Linked DNA regions of Mus musculus: region 1 is linked to region 2. Evidence: chromatin contacts called from public promoter capture Hi-C data. All regions are on one chromosome and are shown on one strand. Each heading gives the region's core, a stretch centred on a gene start, on an enhancer-like site or on the middle of the called end of the contact. The rest is flanking DNA. Distances are from core to core; before and after follow the strand shown.

The links. Promoter capture Hi-C pulls out the DNA fragments that hold promoters and counts their contacts.
Region 1: a promoter capture Hi-C map of liver shows a contact between it and region 2, with 7 times the contacts expected there. The contact joins the promoter of Gyg here to the promoter of Bhlhe22 in region 2. A contact is called at or near these places in 2 of 39 promoter capture datasets (cranial neural crest and liver).

What each region holds. Positions count from the first base shown.
Region 1 is chr3:20,153,106-20,158,762 of GRCm38.p6, forward strand. Gyg (glycogenin) reads right to left here and starts at 2,011. Exons shown (of 7, transcript NM_013755.4): 1 at 1,893-2,011. The coding sequence starts at 1,899.
Region 2 is chr3:18,050,469-18,055,656 of GRCm38.p6, forward strand. It overlaps Bhlhe22 (basic helix-loop-helix family, member e22), which reads left to right and starts at 3,857. Exons shown (of 1, transcript NM_021560.4): 1 at 3,857-5,188. The coding sequence starts at 4,320.

The DNA.
Region 1 (5,657 bases), core at 761-3,260, 2.1 Mb after region 2:
GTCCATACAAATCCTTAGAGCAAACTGTACCCCGGGAGTGGAGCTTAGGAAACGGGTGGTGATGAGAATATTCCGAAGCACACTTCCTTGCTCTTACAAGGCCTGGTGAGTGGTATTTTCATCCAGGCAAGATCCTCCTTACCCACCACCCCAGAAAGTAACTGAGCATCTGCCAAGACTGAACTTCCCACAGCGGCCTTACCTACTAGAGACCAATCACTGTTGGTGAGTTTAGACGCCGACTCTATCCAACCTCTCTCTTGTTGTCTCCTTCCATCTCTATCTCCTTTCTCTGTCTTTTCTTTATCCTAACCCACATTCTTCCCTGGGGTCCCAATCTGCATGCTTCCGAACCTTCCATACGTTAGGGAAGCGTTCTACCGATAAATTATGTTCCCAGCTTTTATTGTTCTGAGCTAGGGCTTGGCTGCATAGACCAAGCTGACCAGACAACAACCCTGTCTCCAATACCAAGTACTAGTAATTAAAGGTGTAACCCATGGCCAGCTGCCTTTACTTTTCTGGGAAAATGAGCAATATACCACCTTCCCCATTCTCCCCTCCTCCCCTAACAAGAGACATGGACATACATGCCAATTTTCCCAAACCCCCATCCAGAACAGAAGTCAAACATGAATTCTTTCTCCCACTGAAGAGTCCTCATTATATCAGCCTGTAAGATTTTTCAGGCTTTTTGTAAGATTACTCTGGGGACCACCTCTGACGGGGACTTTAACATTAGCAGTTGCTGGGGCTCCAAAGCGCATAGGGATCCTAAGGTTCAAGCTCCACAGCAGTCATTTGGGGTGACTGATGTCCAAGAAGAGAGTTAGGAGATTTTGTCAGTGTTACTCTCAGGTTTCCTCATTTCCCCTTGCTTATTTTCCGGTGTGGATGCTAGAAGCAGTGGGAATTCCACTGAGCAGGGACAGTGTGGTGGGTGGGTTGTCTGGTTATCCAGCGCATTCCCCAGAAGGAAACCTGAAAGCCATTTTAACTCATACTACCGGGCCATCTTTCAGAACAACCCACTACACTACCAAGATGAAGAAAGTTGTGAATTCCCTACCTCCAGTCAATTATACTCTGTAATGACATTTGCCACATCCATCAACCTCGGCTGATACTCGCCTGTGTTATTCTTAGAACATTTCTGAGACAGTAACATTTCAAAACCATTTTGCCCCAAAAGTACTTAAAAATGAGCACAATGTGTTAAATCCAAAGAGACTTCAGGAGGTGGCGGAGAAACGTAGAGGTGGTGTAATAAACGGGTATGTAAAAACTACAGGAAGCTACGCTATGCTTTCTCAGGTTAAATTAACAAAAGGAGGGGCCAGATGTTATAAACACAAGCTAAAACACCAGACTTAGCCTACAAATGGACAGTAAGACAATTGACAGCTGGGTGGTTTAACCTTCAGATGGCCGTTCAGTTGCTGTCATAACCCAGGCTACAGCTTCAAGCTTTCAGAAGGGCCAGTTACCTCTAGTGCCCAGTCCTGGGGTTTATTCGCCTAGGGCCTGACACTTTGCAACAAGTGGCACTGAGGCCCGCCCGGGGCGCTAGCCGGCTCCCATGTAGCAGCACCCGGCTGCTGAGGCCTAAAAATAGGATCAGTGCAGCGGCCAGAGCAGGGCCGCAACCCGGTGTTTCCGTAGGGCGCCTGCTGCTCCCCATGGCAGGAGCACCTCCGGGCTCCGTGCGACCCCGGTGCGTCCGGCGCCCGCCCCACCCCGCCTGGCCTTCCCCGGATGCGGGAGACGGAAGCCACCGCTCTGCAGCGCGGCTCGGTTAGCAGCCGGAGCCGCTCTCCACGGTTCGCGAGCTACCCGGAGCTTCCCGGGCTTAGGGGCGGCGACGTCGCGGGACCCGGTTACGCGGGGCGTACCTGTCATAGTGTGGCCGGGTGGGTCGGAGGAGCCGGGCGCCGGTAGGTGACCGCGGCCAGCAGGGAGGGCGGGAGTCCGCAGCCCGCCGCTCTTATAGCGGCCGTCACGTGGCCGCGCAGGCTCAAGCCCAGGCCGCATCCTCCCCGGTGCGCACTGCGGGCGGGGCGACCCTGGGGACCCGCAGGCTGCTGTGCCCAGGGGACACCTGTTGGGGACTGCGCCGCGGGCGTTCCTTCCAGGGCCTGGGAAAGAAAGGGGGCAGAGCTGTGTGGCCTGTGGCAGGAAAAGGAAGGGTAATAAACTTTCAATTAACAGAGACCTCTCGAAAGCCACGCCAGTTACAGTATTCATTTAAACTTTTTAAACTGAAGAGAACGGTTTTGCCAAATATTTAGAATCTTACCACTGGTTTTAATCAGGTAGTTAAGACCCTTTTACCAAGTCAAGGGCATAGGAATCCCATAATGCCATATACTTGTAGGTAGGAGAAACTCAGGCTCAGAAAGTTAAGTTACTTTGCTATGATAATAAGCCTTAAGAGGAGAGGTTTGTTTCAGATCAACACACTCCCATAGAAAGCCCCAGTGCCTTTAGCATACTGGTTCTGGATAAAGGGTAGTAAGTTCCCGTAATTCTGCTTAGGTAATTCAGTTGTTTCGGTTCATCTATTTCACAAATCTTGAAGGCCAATTTGTCATTTCAGGGGGGAAGTTGAGAAATACTTTTCTAATGTAGCCTGCACCTTGCAAACACAATTCTCCCTCCCACCCACTCGGCCCAAGCACAGCAATGGTGGATCGGCGCTCTGTAAATCTTTTCTCAATAATGAACGGTGACAATATCAACTCAAAGCAGGAAACAGATACTGAAGAATAGGGAAAGACAGCACTGCAATCCTCAATATAGTCCTCAACTTACAGTCGTTGCTGAACTTCCAATTTCCAACTTCATATTAGTTCAAAAGCATTATCCATCATCAGAAACCACTTTGAATTTTGATATTTCATTGGTTAGTGATATGCAATATGGTATTCTTCCATGATGCCGAACACCTGCCCCAGTCCCCAGGCAGCAGTGAGAGCATTAAGGTAAACACATAAATGCTACTCTTTTGCTAGGCTATGGCACTGGGTACTAGATGTGGCAGAAGATTCTATATATTCACAGAGGGTCTATAAAGATACAGTCCCACACCCATCATCCTAGGCCATATCTACACCATTGCTCCTTGGCCTGTGGGCTTAGACCTCCTCCACTAGACTCAACCAGTACAAGTTAAAAAGTCAATTTTTGTTCTTTAGTCCAGGTCTCCTAGAGGCATCATTTGAAAACTACACTCTATTTTTAACTGATATTGTATTAACTTTATACATTTTTGCAGTATTGTCAGTTGGGCTTACAATGTGTAGTGATCAGGTCGGAGGAGCCAGCATAGAATAAGATGTTTTTCTTTTCTTTTTTAATCTGCAATGTTAGGGCTCAAACACAGAGTCTTGTACACATCAGGCTTGTGCTGTCCTCCTGCCCTGAGAAACTAAGGTGATTATTTTCATTGTTGTTTGGTACAAGGTTTAGTTGTGAAGGCAAAGCTGCCCTCCTATTTCTGGCCTAAAATGAGTCTCCTCCCTGAGTTTTCTGAGTGAGAATACAGGGATACACATAGAATCGGAATCTTTTTCTTTCTTTCTTTTTTTTTTTTTTCCAAGACAGGGTTTCTCTGTGTAGCCCTGGCTGTCCTGGACCTCACTTTGTAGACCAAGATGACCTTGAACTCAGAAATCCGCTGCCTCTGCCTCCCAAGCGCTAGGATCTTAAGGTCAGAGCTTTTGAAGTGTTACCCTTCACGAAGCTCTTTTGAGTCCTTCCTAGTCTTTCCATACCCACTGTGGCTTGAAGGCCAATGGACCATGTTAGGAAGACCTTCTAGTACTTGGCATATATGTCATTTTTAAGAAACAAAACTGCAGGGCAAAGGGAAAACACGATTTTCCACTTACTCAAACCTTGTGTGCTTACAAGAATTGCTCTCTTTAGGAGGTGTAAAGGCTATACTTAAACTGTACTTAAATGGAGGAAGGAGATAGAGTAGTAGGTGCTTCAATGGTGAGTGGCTCTTTTCCAGGATAATAGATGGGTCATGTAAACAAACAAACAAAAGACAAAACAAAAGAAAAAACAGAAAAAAACCCATGTACTGGCTGATTTTGTGTGTCAACCTGACACAGGCTGGAGTTATCACAGAGAAAGGAGTTTCAGTTGGGAGCCTCCACGAGATCCAGCTGTGGGGCATTTTCTCAATTAGTGATCAAGGGGGAAGGGCCCCTTGTGGGTTGTGCTGGTAGTCTTGGGTTCCAAGAGAGCAGGGAGGGAGGGAGGGAGAGAGGGAGAAGAAGGAGGGAGGGAGAGAGGGAGGAAGAGAGAGAGAGAGAGAGAGAGAGAAGAGAGAGAGAGAGAGAGAGAGAGAGAGAGAGAGAGAGAGAGAGAGAGAGAGAGAGAGAGAGTTAGAGTTTACAGCCTTTACTGATGAGAAAGACAGAAAATGAAAGGGATGCTGGAAAGGAGAGAGGCCCTTCATTCTGAGATCTTGTTTGTAGAAACTTCAGTATAGCTGATAAAACCAAATTAGGTTACCAGATAATGCATAAAGTTTTAGGACATTCTAAATATGGATATGAACGGCAACAGCAACAATGTATTTACTTGGGACAATGTATTTGCAACTTTGTATTTTACTATTTTACTATTTCAGCACTCCAGTCTCATCTAAATAACCTCCCCCTTTCATAAAGCCACTTTCTGGGCCAGTGAGATGGTTCAGTGGATAAAGGCACTTATTGCCAAGGAAACAACCTGAGTTCAATGCCCAGGAACCACAAAGCAGGAGAGGATGCTCCTGCAAGTTGTTTTCTCCACAATCATAATTAACAGCAAGCTCCCACTCCTACCCTTTCACAATAGACTAAAGAAATATAACTTAAAAATGAAGGCACAGAAAAAAGAAATTTATGAGTATATTTATAAAAGAAAATTCTTTTACATAAATAAATAAGCTTGTATTTTTTCAATTAATTTCTAAAATGAACTTAAATTTTAAGTTTTGTTTAATCTTCAAGTCTTGGAAATTAGTTCAGAAAGCCTCAGGGTTATGGATATAGCCATTGTAAAGACAATAAAGTGCCAGTCTCACTTAAGTGCAGAGGAGTTTTAATCCAGCAACAGGGCTACTCTAGCAAGGAGTTACATCCAAATATATGACACAGCTGGACTGCAGAGATGCCACACACTTTTAATCCCTCTGCCTGGAATATACACCATTGACACACCTTTAGTATACATCTTTAATCCCAAAAATAACATCCAGTTGAGGGGCAGACAAAGTGACAAATCAGAGAAAGATCTGACAGAATGAGTCAAAGATAGAATATGACCGAATATGACTTTCAGGAAAATAAACAGGTAAGAGAAGTTACTTAAAGAGCAGGGAGGGAGACAGACTTCAGTTCAGAGCAGTTGAGTTCAGAGCAGTTTAGTTGGTGTGGTTCAAGGCAGTCTTTCCAAGCAGATCAATTCAGTCAGCTGAGAAAAGCCCATTTGACTCAGTCAGCTTGGAGAGGAGTTTGAGCCAGAACAGCTGAGTTGAACCAGCCAGCCAGAGCTCAGAAAGAGCTAGAAAGAGTGAATTTATTCAGCAGTGAGTCTTAACGGCTGAAACATTTTAGGCCTATGTAGCAGACAAAGACTGGAAGCTGAAGTCTTCAAGGTCC
Region 2 (5,188 bases), core at 2,607-5,106:
ATAGGCATTCGCAGACCCAGTCTCTCCAAGTTCTTGAGAGGAAGCAAGCAAAAGGATGCTGAGAAACTTACCCTGGGAACTGAATGAATGTGGCTCTGTGTTACTGAGATCTCAAAGGACCAGGGGGCGGCAGACGTTGTTCAGCCACCCCAAGCTACAAGAAACACTGCAGGTTAGAGGAAGTAAATGCAGCTTCAAGGTCAAGGTGCCTCATCCTCGGGCTGGAGGACCACTGCCAGGAGCCCCTTGGCCTAGAGGGACTGGGATGCCGACTTCATCGCATTGTACTTGGCAGTTCAGGAGCAGTTCCTCAGAGCTGATCCCTGGGGGCTCAGTGGTTGCTGACAGACAGGACCTTCAGAGCCAGTGGGAGGACAGGGAAAAGCACACTTTCCAAGTCTGTCACATTCTTCCCACAGCTCTTACAGATTTAATTTTTCCCCCAGAGCGGCTTCAAGTTAAAGTTTACGTTTTTTCCCCCTCTAGTTTGTTTTTATTTTTCAAAGTGTTCTGAAATAGAGAAATTGAAACACTCAGACAGCCAGAGCCAGACTTCTCCTGGCTGCTTAATTTAGACAAGTCATAAAGTTATCAGAGATGCAGAAATACCACAACGAAATTTTTAGCATCTCACTTTAAAGGTAGAGTGAGTTCTATCATGATTCTGCTTGAGCTATTTCCAAATCCGAGCATAGAATGATCTCTAATAAATATAAGTTTGACCTACACATTACTTGGGGCTGCAACTCCACCCTCTAATTCCAATGCAGTGGTGCTTGCTGACTATTTTAGCCTCTATTGAAGGCTTTCAGAGTGTTTCCTCCCATAATAATAAAATTTGTTCATCTTTATGAGAGCTCTTTGATATGTATACATTTGGTATCCAACACTTAGCCGAAAATGTACCTTTCCTGATGCCAAGGAGCTTCACTGCGCCAGTCTAAACACAGGGGTACCCAGGAACTGTTTTCCCTGGGTGGTCCTACTTGTCCCACCTTGCCTCTGGCGCTTTCTAAAAGACCCGTCCCTTGTGTCTCTGGTTTCCCAAACCTCTTTCTTTGAAAAAAAACTGTGCAAGATAGAGTTTTCCTATAGATGCTTCAGGTCAGGTGTTAGAGCCCTGGTTGATTTCCCCAACCTCACTCTACAGGAGAAAGTTCTGGTTTGGACTTTCTCTTCTATTTTGGAACGTGCCTATTGCGTCAGCAGCCCTGGCCCTGATTCTAGCAACTTCTGCAAGATCAAAGTTTAAGATTTCTAAAGTTCCTGTGGCCAACAGATATTGAGGGAGCTGCGGACGTCACCCTTCTCTGAGCCGGAACCCCGGCAGTGGCAGTCTGATTCTACCCAAAGTGAAAGGAAGTTGAGGCAGTGACTCGGGTTAGTGATGATTAAACCAGGTAACGAGACGTCGGGCAGATGTGTTTTCATTGCCCTGTAAGATAAATGCAGTGTTAAGTGCCTGACAACTTCCCAGAAGCAATCAGCAAAAGTTTACGAGTGCATAAACCTGGAAGACCATTCCCCGAAGGTGGTTATAAGACCCGCGTTTAAAGCTTCCATAAATTCTCTGGCCATTTCCCCAGCACAACTTTCCGCTACTATCAAACAACCAACTCCTTCGGGGAGGCTGTGGGATTTCCCCCAAGCTCAGAAGAGGTGGCTGGTTAATACCTAGGGGAATCAAGTTGAGCAAAACTGTTGTGGAGCTTTGGATGATTGGAAGGCATCAGAGGTGGGACAAGGGAAACCGGGATGCCTCATGCCATCATGTTTTGTAAAATCTCCTCCTGGATGTTACCCTGGAAGATACTCGGAGCCAGTTAGAGCGCCTATCAAGCTGGTATTTGCTACACCGTGTGCCTTTTAAATACCTTCTCCAGAACCCGAAGGAATTCAGGCATCTTAAGGAAAGTTAGAGAGCACAAGAAAAACACACACCGGCAAACGAAGTTAGACTTTAATGAAGACTTTTAGCCAGTCTGTGCAGAATCCCCATGGTGCTAGCCTCCAATCTTGTGTTAGTAGCCTGATAGGAGCCTCTCATTAGCCTAAGTTTATAGAGACCCTTCCTTTATGATCCCTCTGAAAACAAAGCTGCTAATTGACAAACAACAACACTAGCGCGTCTGTGTCTTTAGCTTCCTAAAGGGACAGGCTAACAGCTGCGAGGAACAGAGGAGGGAGAGAGGAGGCGGCGAGCCCAGAGCGCAAAAGAGGCACCGCCCCGCACCAAAGCGGCTATGGTCCACAGCTATACACATTGGCAGGCCTTCTGTTAACCGCAGGATCTCAAGCAATACAGCTTCCAGCAGTCCGTTTGCGGGTTCCGATTCAGCCGAAGGAACACCAGTTACAGATGACTTTTCCATTCTGCAAGGGTAGAACCAAGGTTCCTTTCCATCCTTTCCAGGTGACAATGTAGACATTTCTGTGTCGCCCTCACGTTTCCTGTATGAAATAAGGTGCCCAACTGTTCTGATATTACCATTCAAAAACAGGTTCTGAGATGAACCTCATTTGTGAATCTATTACAGAGATTAATAGATTATTTCTCCCTTTTCAACTAATTCTCAGTGGGGAAATTTAACCATATGGTAAGGAGAGAATTAGAATTTCATCACATTAGAGCAAAATATAATGAAAAGAGTCCAACACCTGGGGCCAACTCTGAAAGCCACAATTAAAAGGTTTTTTAATGAAACCAGAGAAACCCCAAACTGCACAGCCTTCAGTAATTCTGCCAGATAAGAGGGAATACGGTTTTTACTTATAAGGATGAAAACTAGCCACTAAATATCGTGTGCTTCGAGAAACTGGACTCAGAAGCACGAGGACCACGTGTACTATCTCCATCCAGACAGCTCTTGTTTCCACAATTCTGCCCTGAACTAACCCTGCAGGAACAGCCCAGACGGATCCAGATGTCCCCAAACGTCTTCAGAGCAGCTAAATGCACGAATGCCCCCACTTGGTGTGTGAGAAGATTCCACTCTGAATGTTCCCTCTTGCGAAGCAACTGGATTTAATCTTGAGGAAAGTTTGAGACTAGTTTTTCTTTTCTTTCTGTCCACGAAGCAGTGAGCTTCTCTCACCACCAACTTAACAGCGTGGGGGACTCGGCAAAGGCCTCCCCCACTCCGCCCCCTCCGAGTTTTAAATCAAACGGGCTATGTAAGCAACTTGGTCATCATTTTGTTGCTTTCTTTAATTGTTTGATTTTTTTTCCATCTATATAGGAAATGGACAGTGGAGGGCTGTGGGAAAAGTGGTGCGGAGAAAATCTGGGTTGGCTCTTGCATTGCTGACATACTAGCTGAAAATCTAGGGTAAATTCGAGACAAGCCAGCAGGGACCTCACCCCTACCCCCAGCCCCCAGGTTCCATCTATAAATGCAGACATGCTATTAACAGGGAGATATAGAATTCTCTCCTATGAGGGTAACTAAGCAAGCTGAGACAGTAGTGGCCCAGTGAAGGGTAGTGTGTGGGGGGTGCTCAGTGGGGGCGGGGGCTTTCCACTGGACTCCCAGTCTTTACCGCGGATATACAATTTGCTGAAGGAGCAAAGAACATCCTCGGCTCTAAGTAGGGCTTTTAGTGTGCTCATTGATGAGTGAAAGTCGCCACACATGTCAAGCTAAAGGCAGTTGTTGGGTTACTAACAGGACCCAGCGCCTTGCAAACATATGCGCTAAGCTGTGTATACAGATGGCAGGCAGAATAATGGAGCAGGCGCCTTTTATAAAGCTCTGGCTGCTGCCTGTCTTCAGACCTGGGAAATGAAACTATTCAGACTCGCGGCCAGATAGCGCTTGCGATTGTTTGTTACCGTTTTAATCCTATTAATTAAAACGTTAACCTGATTGGGTAGAAAGCGCTGTCCCAACAGGCGAGTCTTCTTCATAATAACCTACTCAGAGATAATGATGTAAAAGACTCCCCCGTCTGTGGCGGCGGCTGGTTGATGGGTCCGGAAATCTCTTGAAGGTGAATCCAAGCAAGATAAACGGTGCGTAGAGCAGGCGCGGGATTGGACTCAGAGGCGGTAGCGGCGGCAGCCCCGCTCCCTCCGAGACCAGCCTCCCACCATGAGGGGCCGCGGCCCATGGTGAGCCTTAGCAGCCAGCACCGTCGGCTGGAGACGAAGAAGAAGAAGAAGAGGAGGCGGCGAGCGCGGGGGAAGGCGAAAAAGAAAAAGAAGGGGACAGGGCTGCGGGCAGCGTGGGGACCGACGCACGCAGCAGCTCCGGAACCCCGCCGGCGCGCGTCTGTGCGGCCGCCTGACTCTCCAGCCCAGGTGGCGGCTGGCCCGGACGATGGAACGCGGGTTGCACCTCGGTGCGGCGGCCGCGAGCGAAGACGACCTCTTCCTGCACAAGAGCCTGGGCACCTCCGCCGCCAAGCGCCTGGAGGCGGCTTTTCGCTCCACACCCCCGGGCATGGACCTGTCCCTGGCGCCTCCAACTCGCGAACGCCCGGCGTCGTCCTCGTCGCCCCTCGGCTGTTTCGAGCCCGCTGATCCCGAAGGGGCTGGGCTGCTGCTGCCTCCGCCCGGAGGAGGCGGTGGCGCGAGCGGCGGCGGCGGCGGGGTGAGTGTCCCGGGGCTGCTCGTGGGCTCAGCGGGCGTGGGGGGCGAGCCGAGCCTGAGCAGCCTGCCGGCGGGGGCTGCCCTGTGCCTCAAGTACGGCGAGAGCGCCGGACGCGGCTCCGTGGCCGAGAGCAGCGGGGGCGAGCAGAGCCCCGACGACGACAGCGACGGCCGCTGCGAGCTGGTGCTGCGAGCCGGGGGCCCCGACCCGCGGGCATCGCCGGGAGCGGGGGGCGGCAGCGCCAAGGTGGCCGAGGGCTGCTCCAACGCCCACTTGCATGGTGGCTCGGGCCTCCCCCCGGGGGGCCCCACAAGTGGCGGCGGAAGCGGCGGCGGTGGCGGCGGCAGCAGCAAGAAATCCAAAGAGCAGAAGGCGTTGCGCCTCAACATCAACGCTCGCGAGCGCCGGAGGATGCACGACCTGAACGACGCTCTGGATGAGCTGCGCGCGGTCATTCCTTACGCGCACAGCCCTTCAGTGCGGAAGCTCTCCAAAATCGCCACGCTGCTCCTCGCCAAGAACTACATCCTCATGCAGGCACAGGCCCTGGAGGAAATGCGGCGCTTAGTCGCCTACCTCAACCAAGGCCAGGCCAT